Regions from separate parts of the Sus scrofa genome. Here region 2 is linked to region 1. A link is a contact called in public HiChIP or PLAC-seq data. All regions are on one chromosome and are shown on one strand. The core of a region is the stretch at or near the end of the contact, and the rest is flanking DNA. Distances in the headings are between cores, read along the strand shown. Region 1 has its middle 24 kb from the start of GLRX. Region 2 overlaps LOC106508433 (a long non-coding RNA gene).

Region 1 (5,608 bases), core at 435-2,934:
AAGAACCTGACTAGTATCTTTGAGGATGTGGATTTGATCCCGGGCCTCACTCAGTGGGTTGAGGGTCCGGTGTTGTTGTGACTGTGGTCTAGGCCGGCAGCTATAGCTCTGATTCTACCCTTAGTTCTGATTCAAACTTTCATATGCCAAGGGTGCGGCCCTAAAAAGACTTAAAAAAAAAAAAAAAAAGGTCCTAAAAAACGCACAACCATTTCTTGAGAGGAGGGTATATAACAGAGGAGTGGGTGATAATTCCTGTGTGGTGTTTTCTCGGTGCAGGTCACTTCCCCTCCCTCCTCACAGGAAGAACAAGCAGAACTTTGTGTTCTAAGTTCCAGATTCCCTTGTCCTGGATGAGATAGGGGCCAGTGTCAGCTCTTTTCTCTTCTAGAATGCAAACCATAGTGTTGAAATGTAAGGAGGAGCTGGAGAGAGTGAGGGGATGGGGGCTGGGCTTTGAGGGGCGTGGGGGAGCGGCCTGGCTCTGGTGGCAGAGAGGGTGGTGGGTCTTGAGAAGCTGGGACCGTGTGCCTCTGGCTATCCAGCACCCTGAGCTGTGATACACCTGGGGTGAATTGAGTCATGAGTCTGTGGACACCTGGGGGTGAACGCTGTCTCAGGACCTGGTGGCCTGGCCTGCCCGGAGGAGGTGGAGGCCCCCTCACCAGCCTGCAGGTTGAGTTGGGGCTGGACATGGGCAGCTTCCTGGCTACCATGATGCACCCAAGGACCCTGGAAACTTTTATTTTATTTTATTTTTTTTAAGGACAGCACTGGTGGCATATGGGGGTTCCCAGGCTAGGGGTCGAATCGGAGCTACAGCTGCCAGCCTACGCCACAGCCACAGCAAGTCGGGATCTGAGTCACGTCTGCAACCTACACCACAGCTCACGGCAATGCCAGGTCCTTAACCCACTGAGTGAGGCCAGGGATTGAATCTGCAACCTCATGGATACTATTCGGGTTCATTAACCACTAAGCCACTACAGGAGCTCCACCCTGGAAATTTAGAACCTCAGAATTCTTTGCCATGCCCAGAGATTGGACGGGGACAGGATGCTGGGACTGAACTAGATTTCATTTTCTTTTCTTTCCTTCCTTCCTTCCTTTCATGGCTTGCACTCACGGCATATGGAAGTTCCTACACCACAGCCACTGCAATTCTGGATCTAAGCCGCATTTGTGACCTAAGCTGCAGCTTGTGGCAACACTGAGTGATGCCAGGGATTGAACCTGAATCCTCACGGACACTATGTCTCGTTGTTAACCCTCTGAGCCACAATGGGAACACCTAGATTTCATTTTCTTTAGAGAAATTAAGAAATGTGGTGATTCATAAGCTCTAGGGTAGTGAGGTTAATTCCCAGCGCACAGGGATTTGTTGGTAGATCATTGAGGAAAGGGGTTTCCACCAGTGGCTTTAGAGCAGGGGTAGAACTGAAGTGTGGTGTGTGGAGAAGGAAGAACAATGCCTGAACAGGTCCAGGAGAGCTGAAGGAGTAATAGGGGAGGATGGGCAGAGGCGCTCCTAGCAGCAGGTGTTCAAAAGGGACGTGAGGACCAGAACGCTCTGCCTTTTCCTGAGGGTGTGGATCCAAGCCCTCCTCTGCCTCCTCCAGGACCTCTTCAGTGAAACTGAAACTCCTCCCCCGGTGCTCTCCCATGGCTGGCTTCTCCTCCCCCTCCTTCCTCTTAGAAATGTTTTAAAGTAACTCTGGGTCACTGTTTTAAAAAAAATCACATGGGGTTCCCGTCATGGCACAGGAGAAACGAATCTGACTGGAACCATGAGGTTGCGGATTCAATCCCTGGGCTCACTCAGTGGGTTAAGGACCTGGTGTTACCATGAGCTGTGGTGTAGGTCGCAGATGCGGCTTGGATCCCGTGTTGCTGTGGCTGTGGTGTAGGCTGGCAGCTTCAGCTCCGATTTGACCCCTAGCCTGGGAACCTCCATATGCCACAGGAGCGGCCCTAAAAAGCAAAAAAAAAAAAAAAAAAAAAAAAAAAATCATATGAAAAGATACTTTGTCTTACTCTGGCCTCAAGTTCCTCTCCCCAGTGCAATCACAGTTCCTTGAATCCCTGGTTCTTGTTTCTGGAGATAGCTGTGTTTTTTTGTTGGTCAGCTTGTTTGTTTTTAGGGCCGCATCTATGGCATATGGATGTTCCCAGGCTAGGGGTCTAATTGGAGCTACTGCTGCCAACCTGTGCCACAGCCACAGCCACAGCCAGATCTAAGTCTGCAACCATAGCTCACGGCAATGCTGGATCTTTAACCCACTGAGTGAGGCCAGGGATTGAACCCTCAACCTCATGGTTCCTAGTCAGATTCTCGTTTCTGCTGTGCCACTACGGAAACTCCTGGAGATAGTTGTTTTTGTTTTTGTTTTTTCTTAAGCAGTAGCATATCTGCTCCTGGTTCTCCCTTTCCTTCGGTCACACAACAGTTTATCTAGAGTATATGGTGCACCAAGTCGTCTTTATAATGCTACTTAGTGTTCCATTTTATGAATGGACTATAACACATTTAACCAGTTTCCTGTGGTTGGAGTTGAGGCTTGTTTCAGTCTAGCAGGACTGTTACAAAGACTCCCCTTGTCCTGTAAGTGTGTGTGTGTGTGTGTGTGTGTGTGTGTCTACTTTCTGAGATCTCAGGGAACTCCCAGAGGAGAGCCGTGGTGTTGCAGAGACGGTGCAGGGGGACTCAGGAGCTGAAGTCAGAGGACCAAAAGAGATTAAATCCCAGGGAATGTTATTATTGGGGAACTCTGGGGCTTCTCCAGCAGGAGAATTGGAGATTTGAGGGATCATAAAGAGATCTCAAGAGTTCATCATCAGTTTCTCCCTCCTCTGAATCTCAGAAGTTGCTTGACAGTGTAAATCAACTATAATAGAAGAAATAACTAAAAAAGAGAAAGAAAAAAGAAAACAGTTCATCATTAAAAAAAAGAAGTCTCTGGAGTTCCCCTTGTGGCTCAGTGGAAATGAATCTTACCAGGAACCATGAGGTTGCAGGTTCGATCCCTGGCCTCGCTCAGTGGGTTAAGGATCCAGGGTTGCTGTGAGCTGTGGTGGAGGTCGAAGACATGGCTCGGATCTGGCATTGCTGTGGCTCTGGCTTGGGAACCTCCATATGCCATGGGAGTGGCCCTAAAAAGCAAAAAAAAAAAAAAAGAAAGAAAGAAATCCCTTTAGCTAACGTGCTCTAATGTGTCTGCAGCCAGGTTTTGAGAAGGAAAACTCATCTTTACAACCCCTGCACCACTCACACACCTGCCAGAAGATCTGACTGAATTGAGTATAGCTTATTTTTTGTGAAGAAACGTATAGCATCTTCTTCAGTGTTGCTGTTTTTTATTTTATTTTTTGCTTTTTAGGGCTACACCAGCAGCATATGGAAGCTCCCAGACTAGAGGTCTAATTGGAGCTGTAGCCGCCGGCCTACGCCTCAGCCACAGCACTGCCAGATCCGAGCCGCATCTGCGAATTACACCATAGCTCACGGCAACCCTGGATCCCTAACCCACTGAACGAAGCCAGTGATGAACCTGCAACCTCATGGTTCCTAATTGGATTCGTTTCCACTGCACCACAACAGGAACTCCAGTGTTGCTGTTTTTCTCTCTCAGTCTTCCGCAGAAAACTGCAGTCCTTGCAAAGACCTTCCATTTATTTTTGGGAATCAAAAGAAGGTGTTTCACATGCACTTAATAATAAGCCCTTTCCGTGGCTGCATGATGTCCCCAGTCCTTCTTACTTCCCCCCTGACTCTGGCTCCATCTCTCTTGGACCCTGCTGCTGTTTTGCTGGGCTGAGCAGTGTTTTATACTTTCAGCATCACCCTAATGGCTCTGCCCCATGAGCCTTGCACAGATCCTGTAAGATCCAACCTTGTCACCATGCTCCTAACACAGACAAGCCCAGGAATGTTAAAGTTTGGGCATGGTTTTGTCTTCCAGGACTGGGTCAATGTTGAGGGATTATGAAACCTAATGCCTCACCCCCTCATGACCTAAAAAGCAAATGGAACTTCCCTTGGGAGGAATAAGTGGGTGGCTGCTGTGTAGATACCTGCTGAGCTTTAATAGTTGAACACTGAGATGAGTAGTAGGGCGATGCCACCTTAGTGGATTTAATGGATGATGCAGCTTGATGGACTGTAGGGCCTCATTTTGACACAGTAACACACCTGGATGTTGTTACTCATCTTTGAAAATTCCATTCCTTGTGCAAGAAGAAATTGGTTAGGAAGAAAGGAGAAAAAGGAGTTCCCATCATGGCTGAGTGGTTAATGAACCTGACTAGTAACCATGAGGTTGTGGGTCTGATCCCTGGCCTCATTCAGTGGGTTAAGAATCCAGTGTTGCTGTGAGCTGTGGTGTAGGTTGCAGACGAGGCTCAGATTCCATGTTGCTATGGCTGTGGTGTAGACTGGCAGCTACAGCTCCAATTCGACCCCTAGTCTGGCAACCTCCATGTGCCTCGAGTGCAGCACTTAAAAAAAAAAGAAAAAAAAAAGAAAAGGAGAAAAAGAATCATGCAACCTCCATTTTTGTTTGCTTCTCACCTAGCAGAGTTCTGTGGAAACACTAGGACTTGCCTCCATTATCCTCTCCTGGTATTTGCCAGTGTGCTGTAAGGACCAGCAGTGTTCTGGCTGGAGCCCAAGCCATCTGAATGTTAAATATTTTAAATGTCTGGGTGTCTTCTGAAATCGTTTCAGTATTACACAACTTTATATATGGAAAATTTTAAAGGGGGATTTCTTTTGTAATGGAAATTATAGGAAGTGAGGTTTGGCAATATCCTCTGGTTGGCGAAAAGGGATAGAATGGGAAGGAAGAGACTGCTGGGGATCAGACCAGAATTTGGGATGGTGGTGGTAAGAATTTTGCACTTATCAGAAGGGCATCTGGATGAAATAAGTTTGAGAAGCTCTCAATTACATAAAATAGAGGTGCAAAGGTGATTCTGGTAGTACCATTTGGGGGAATGCATGAAGAAAAGCAGTATTATAACCTGCCCCACACACATTCACTGGAGGGCATGCATTGTCAGACATCAGGATCAAAGTCACTGGGCCCTAAGGTCACTGGAGGTGTCAGTGTTGTCAGAGCTCAGCCTCTGTCCACTGGTGCCGAATAGAAAAACAGAGACAAAATTTGGGGTGAAGGGGAAAAAAGTAGCTTTATTGTTTTGTCAGGCAAAGTGGGCCACTGCAGGCTAATGCTCTGAAGACTGTGCCCTCCCTTGGGAGAGATTAGGAAGTGGTTTTCTAGTTTGTGAGTAGAAAAGAAATCCCCCTTTAAAAATTTCCATATATAAAATAGAAAATAGGGCTTCAGATAAGGCTCAGGGTGGAGGCAAGCTTTCATTCTTCCTCAAAGGTGGTGTTTAGTGATCCCAGGACTGGTTTTGTTGGCCTTCCAGTCTGGTTTTCATTTGTTTGGGGTTTGGTTCAGCAGAAGGACCCAAAGAAATTGTTATGTATATTCCTCGAAAAGGAACCAGGACCCTGCCCCAAGGCTGCACTATTGTTTCTTTACTGCTCCTCCCTGGTCTCTGCATCCCACCGTCCCCTGATTAGCAAACTGCCCTTTGGAACTCA
Region 2 (5,526 bases), core at 2,694-5,193, 430 kb after region 1:
CAAGAACATAAAATGGGAAAAGGAAAGTCTATTCAGCAAGCATTGCTGGGAAACCTGGACAGCTGCATGCAAAGCAATGAAACTAGAACACACCCTCACACCATGCACAAAAATAAACTCCAAATGGCTGAAAGACTTAAATATACGACAGGACACCATCAAACTCCTAGAAGAAAACATAGGCAAAACACTCTCTGACATCAACATCATGAATATTTTCTCAGGTCCGTCTCCCAAAGCAATAGAAATAGAGCAAAAATAAACCCATGGGACCTCATCAAACTGAAAAGCTTTTGCACAGCAAAGGAAACCCAAAAGAAAACAAAAAGACAACTTACAGAATGGGAGAAAATAGTTTCAAATGATGCAACTGACAAGGGCTTAATCTCTAGAATATATATGCAACTTATCCAACTCAACAGCAAAAAAACCAATCAATCAATGGAAAAATGGGCAAAAGACCTGAATAGACATTTCTCCAAAGAAGATATACAGATGGCCAACAAGCACATGAGAAAATGCTCAACATCGCTGATTATAAGAGAAATGCAAATCAAAACTACCATGAGATACACCTCACACCAGTCAGAATGACCATCATTCATAAGTCCACAAATACCAAATGCTGAAGGCGGTATGGAGAAAAGGGAACCCTCATGCACTGTTGGTGGGAATGTAAGCTGGTACAACCACTATGGAGAACAGTTTGGAGATACCTTAGAAATCTACATAGAACTTCCAGGAGTTCCCGTCGTGGCGCAGTGGTTAACGAATCCGACTAGGAACCATGAGGTTGCGGGTTCGGTCCCTGCCCTTGCTCAGTGGGTTAACGATCCGGCGTTGCCGTGAGCTGTGGTGTAGGTTGCAGACGCGGCTCGGATCCCGCGTTGCTGTGGCTCTGGCGTAGGCCGGTGGCTACAGCTCCGATTCAACCCCTAGCCTGGGAACCTCCATATGCTGCGGGAGCGGCCCAAGATATAGCAACAACAACAACAACAAAAGACAAAAAGACAAAAGACAAAAAAAAAAAAAAAAAAGAACTTCCATATGACCCCACAATCCCACTCTTGGGCATCTATCCGGACAAAACTCTACTTAAAAGAGACACATGCACCCGCATGTTCATTGCAGCACTATTCACAATAGCCAGGACATGGAAACAATCCAAATGTCATCGACAGAGGATTGGATTCGGAAGAGGTGGTATATATACACAATGGAATACTACTCAGCCATAAAAAAGGATGACATAATGCCATTTGCAGCAACATGGATGGATCTAGAGAATCTCATCCTGAGTGAAATGAGCCAGGAAGACAAAGATAAATACCATATGATATCACTTATAACTGGAATCTAATATCCAGCACAAATGAACATCTCCTCAGAAAAGAAAATCATGGACTTGGAGAAGAGACTTGTGGTTGCCTGATGGGAGGGGGAGGGAGTGGGAGGGATCGGGAGCTTGGGCTTATCAGACACAACTTAGAATAGATTTACAAGGAGATCCTGCTGAATAGCATTGAGAACTATGTCTAGATACTCATGTTGCAACAGAAGAAAGGGTGGGGGAAAAAACTGTAATTGTAATGTATACATGTAAGGATAACCTGACCCCCTTGCTGTACAGTGGGAAAAAAAAATGTATGTGTATATATATATATATATATAAGAAAAAAAAAAGTTCATATAATGGTTGTTCCTGCTTGCTTGCTTGCTTGTTTGGATGTAAAACCAGCACTTCATTCTTAAAAGTCAGTAGGGGTGATATAAATATATACATGTAACATCCTGTTTATTTTCCTGTTACTACTTGATTTTAGAATGCATCACACTGTTCTTAAGTATTCCCCAACAGAAACCAGCACCAGGCAGTGGCAGCATAAGCATGGGCCACCAGGAATGCACTGCTCGTTGGGTGTTTAATTGGTAATAAGGGTGGATTATGGCCTCTTTCCAATACAGGAGACATGATGCAAATCTGCATGATGCCATCTTCTTTTGCCTTATGCCTTCTCAAGACAGGGAGCCCACATGGCACTTGGCACTGATTGTAGGGCAGGAAAGGAACATGGCAGCAGCATCCATAGCACCAGTGACCTGAGGAACATGTCTATAGCAGTTGTGTGGATCTTTGCTGCCTGGGGGTTGTTTATCCCTTTGCTTCAGTGCAGGCCTTGATGAAGAATAGGATTCCAGGGCAAGAGAAAAATTACTCTGTTCTCTTATCTGAGGTTAGAAGGAGCCTGGAGCCCAGATCCCAGGCTTCCTAGGCCTCAAGTTTAGTACTGCCATGTAGTGGGATCCCTACACTGTTGGGTTCTGATTAAATATGTTGTAAATTACATGCAGGAACATCAGTAGATCATACATCTATTCGAGTTAAAAGAAGGAAAGTTTCCCCCCCGGGAAGTTAGATATATCTATTAGAATATACTTTACAATTAAAGAAAGCTGTAGGATATCTTGAGATAGAAAGGATATAAGGCGAGATTACTGAATTTACTAGCCACGTTGACACCAGTTGCTAAAAAGATAGTTTTGGATTATTTTTCATTCATAGCCAGACAGAGATAGTGAATGGGGAAGACATACTTTCTGGACCTTCTCCTCAGAACCTCAGCACCCATCCTTCTTTTGGTTAACATTTTGCAACGCTACAATCTGGCAGCTTCATTTTGCATAAACGTGAAAGTCACGTTATTGTATTTTTTTGGAACTAAACTTTGCAACTTGTGTGCACTCTTGAAGCCATGGCTGTGACACCATGGCTTTTGTTCCTTTTGGGCAAGTTCACCTTCTGGGAACATGGTGTATTGTAGGCCATCACCAGTGATAGTCTAGCCGGTGCTCAGTGTTTCAGGAGCAGGTTTATGATATACCTTTCTTTAAGGCTAATTGCTTTCTGGTTTATGATAATTTGATGAAGAGGCTTATAACTTTTATTACATATTACCTCATTTAAAAGATCATATTCACTTACCATATGTCACTGATATCACAGCACACATTCTTTCGCATTTTAACATTTTTGAAATTAGGTTGTGTTTTACTGTCAATGGCATGCCATCATTGAGTCACCAGTCTTCCTCCTTATTCTTTAAAAAAATCTTCTCCTTTTTTTTTTTTTTTTTTTTTTTTTTACAAAAATCTTCTTTAAAGAAACATGCCTCTGTTAGGGGAGCATTGGAGGCCCTCTACCCCACCTATGTTTCTGGTGCCTGACGCACTAAAGGAATTCAGGGATTCATACTACTTGGGTCCTACAGTTGTGGGAAAACCAAGGCATCTTATTTATATATTGGCATATTATTGTGTCCTCTCCTTTGTGAGAGAAGGAACAATAGCATAGATAGATATGTGATAAAATTGATTCATGAATTGGACTCTTTGATAATGACTTTGTCTGACATTCAGTGAATGCTACAAAGTATATATTCTTCCACATCTTGGAAGAATATAACAGGTAGAAAAGACACACCCATATGATAAGCAAAATGACTATGACAGGTGTAATAATAGAGTATATGAATGATACCAAATGACAGAGTCAGTTGATCAGTATAAATCCTGAGTGGGAAGAGGTTACTTTGGGTTAGGAAAAGTTAATGGAAGATATGAGAGGTGAACTGGCTTTTGAAAGCAATAAACGATTTGAATAAGAAGAAATGGGGGAGAGGGAAAATATGTTCTCTTCTCTAAATTTTTTTAGGGACATCTATCTACAGTAAATGAATTCAAAGTAGATGTGTATTTTTAGGCTCTGAACATGCACTTGCAAATGCAGCATACATTTATGAGACTGGCTGTTTTACTAAGAACCAATTAGAATATATCTGCTTTTCTGGGAATTTTGAATATTTTTCACTAACTTGGGGTGACAAAGGAAGACAGCAAAGCACTGACTCATCATTGAGAAAGCACAGAAAGGATTAGCTGGGCAGACTTAACTCCAGAGAGGCTTCAAGAGGACTGGCCATCCTAGACCTGAATGTGAACAGTGAGTATAACCTATGACTCACAAAGAACTCTTGAAATGGGTAAAATGACTAAGCCATTCTCATCAGAAACAAGCTGGACTAGGCCACACTTGGATTATTTAGCAGGAAATTATGAGGTCTTCTAAATAAACAAGCCACCGTTTTGGAAGATAGTCTCAGCTTCCCTTGTGGTTATGCCACTTACATTTCAAATCATCATACTGGGACTCTTCCGGAGCTAGAATTGTGAAATGCTGTGCTGCCTGCAGAACTTCGTTGAGAGCTCCTTGTCATACTTAAACAGGTCTGACTTCCCCTTTCCCTTCTCAGTCATTTCCTTCCTTGCTTCTTCTAACATTTGAAAGCTCAATTCGAGCACTCAGAAGTTTATTAATAAGGTTTGAAGTTCCTTCTTTACTGAAATTTGCAGCGTAATTCTAAACTTGAAAATCAAGTGATGAAGACCCTCTCTGCAATCATGAATACCAGTTCATGTGGCTTAATTAACGTTTTTTTCCTTTCTATTTTCTGCTTATCTTTTCTATTTTTCTGTTTATCTTTTCTGCGTATCCATCTAATGGTTAAAAGCCATGTTCAATACATTTTAAAACTCCTCTTCCATTTTAATAATTTTTTTTCTCAGACTTGGGGCCTCCGATTCCTCTCTTAACCATCTGTTCTATGCTCTCGAGACACTAGAGGAGCAGTTATCCACCCTTCTGCACTCTAGATACTTTTAAAAGATGCTGGTGCCCAGGCCCTGGCCATAGACATTTTATTATTTATTTATTTATTTATTTGTCTTTTTGCCATTTCTTGGGCCGCTCCCGTGGCATATGGAGTTTCCCAGGCTAGGGGTCCAATCAGAGCTGTAGCTGCCAGCCTACGCCAGAGCCACAGCAACGCGGGATCCGAGCCGCGTCTGCAGCCTACACCACAGCTCACGGCAACGCCGGATCGTTAACCCACTGAGCAAGGGCAGGGACCGAACCCGCAACCTCATGGTTCCTAGTCAGATTCGTTAACCACTGTGCCACGACGGGAACTCCTAGACATTTTAACTTATTGTTCTGAGGTAGGGTTCAGAATCAGAATTTTTTAAAATTGAAATACAATTGATTTACAATGTTGTGTAAGTTTCAGGTGTTCAGCAGAGTGATTCAGATTTGTGTGTGTGTGTATATATATATTCTTTTTCAAATTCCTTTCCCTTATAGGTTATTACAAAATATTGAGTAGAGTTCCCTGTGCTCTACAGTAGGTTACCTATTTTATATACAGTAGTGTTTGTGTGTTAGTCTCAGACTCCTAATTTATCCCTCCCCCCTTTCAGCCTTGATAACCATGGTTTTCTTCCTTCCTTCCTTCCTTCCTTCCTTCCTTCCTTCCTTCCTTCCTTCCTTCCTCCCTCCCTCCCTCCCTTGCTTTTTAAGGCCACAGGTGCAGCATATGGAAGTCCCCAGGCCAGGGGTCAAATCTGAGCTGGAGCCACAGCAACACAGGATCCAAGCTGCGTCTGCAATCTACACCACAGCTCACAGCAACA

Evidence for each region. HiChIP or PLAC-seq counts read pairs in DNA pulled down with a chosen protein or histone mark.
Region 2: a contact with region 1 is called in an H3K27ac HiChIP or PLAC-seq map of alveolar macrophages. The contact joins two enhancer-like sites. A contact is called at or near these places in 1 of 47 Hi-C or Micro-C datasets (subcutaneous adipose tissue) and 1 of 2 datasets of contacts at active chromatin or transcription factors (alveolar macrophages).

The regions. Positions count from the first base shown.
Region 1 is chr2:102,459,282-102,464,889 of Sscrofa11.1, forward strand. No RefSeq gene overlaps it. Among named protein-coding and RNA genes, the nearest start is that of GLRX, 24 kb to the left of the region's middle. Within about 2 kb of position 1,685, at least 4 of the 83 cell types and tissues checked have an H3K27ac peak or open chromatin away from gene starts, as enhancers often do. A contact at or near this core is called in alveolar macrophages, where this site is marked.
Region 2 is chr2:102,891,853-102,897,378 of Sscrofa11.1, forward strand. All of the region lies in intron 6 of LOC106508433 (a long non-coding RNA gene), which reads left to right. Among named protein-coding and RNA genes, the nearest start is that of PCSK1, 160 kb to the right of the region's middle. Within about 2 kb of position 3,944, at least 14 of the 83 cell types and tissues checked have an H3K27ac peak or open chromatin away from gene starts, as enhancers often do. A contact at or near this core is called in alveolar macrophages, where this site is marked.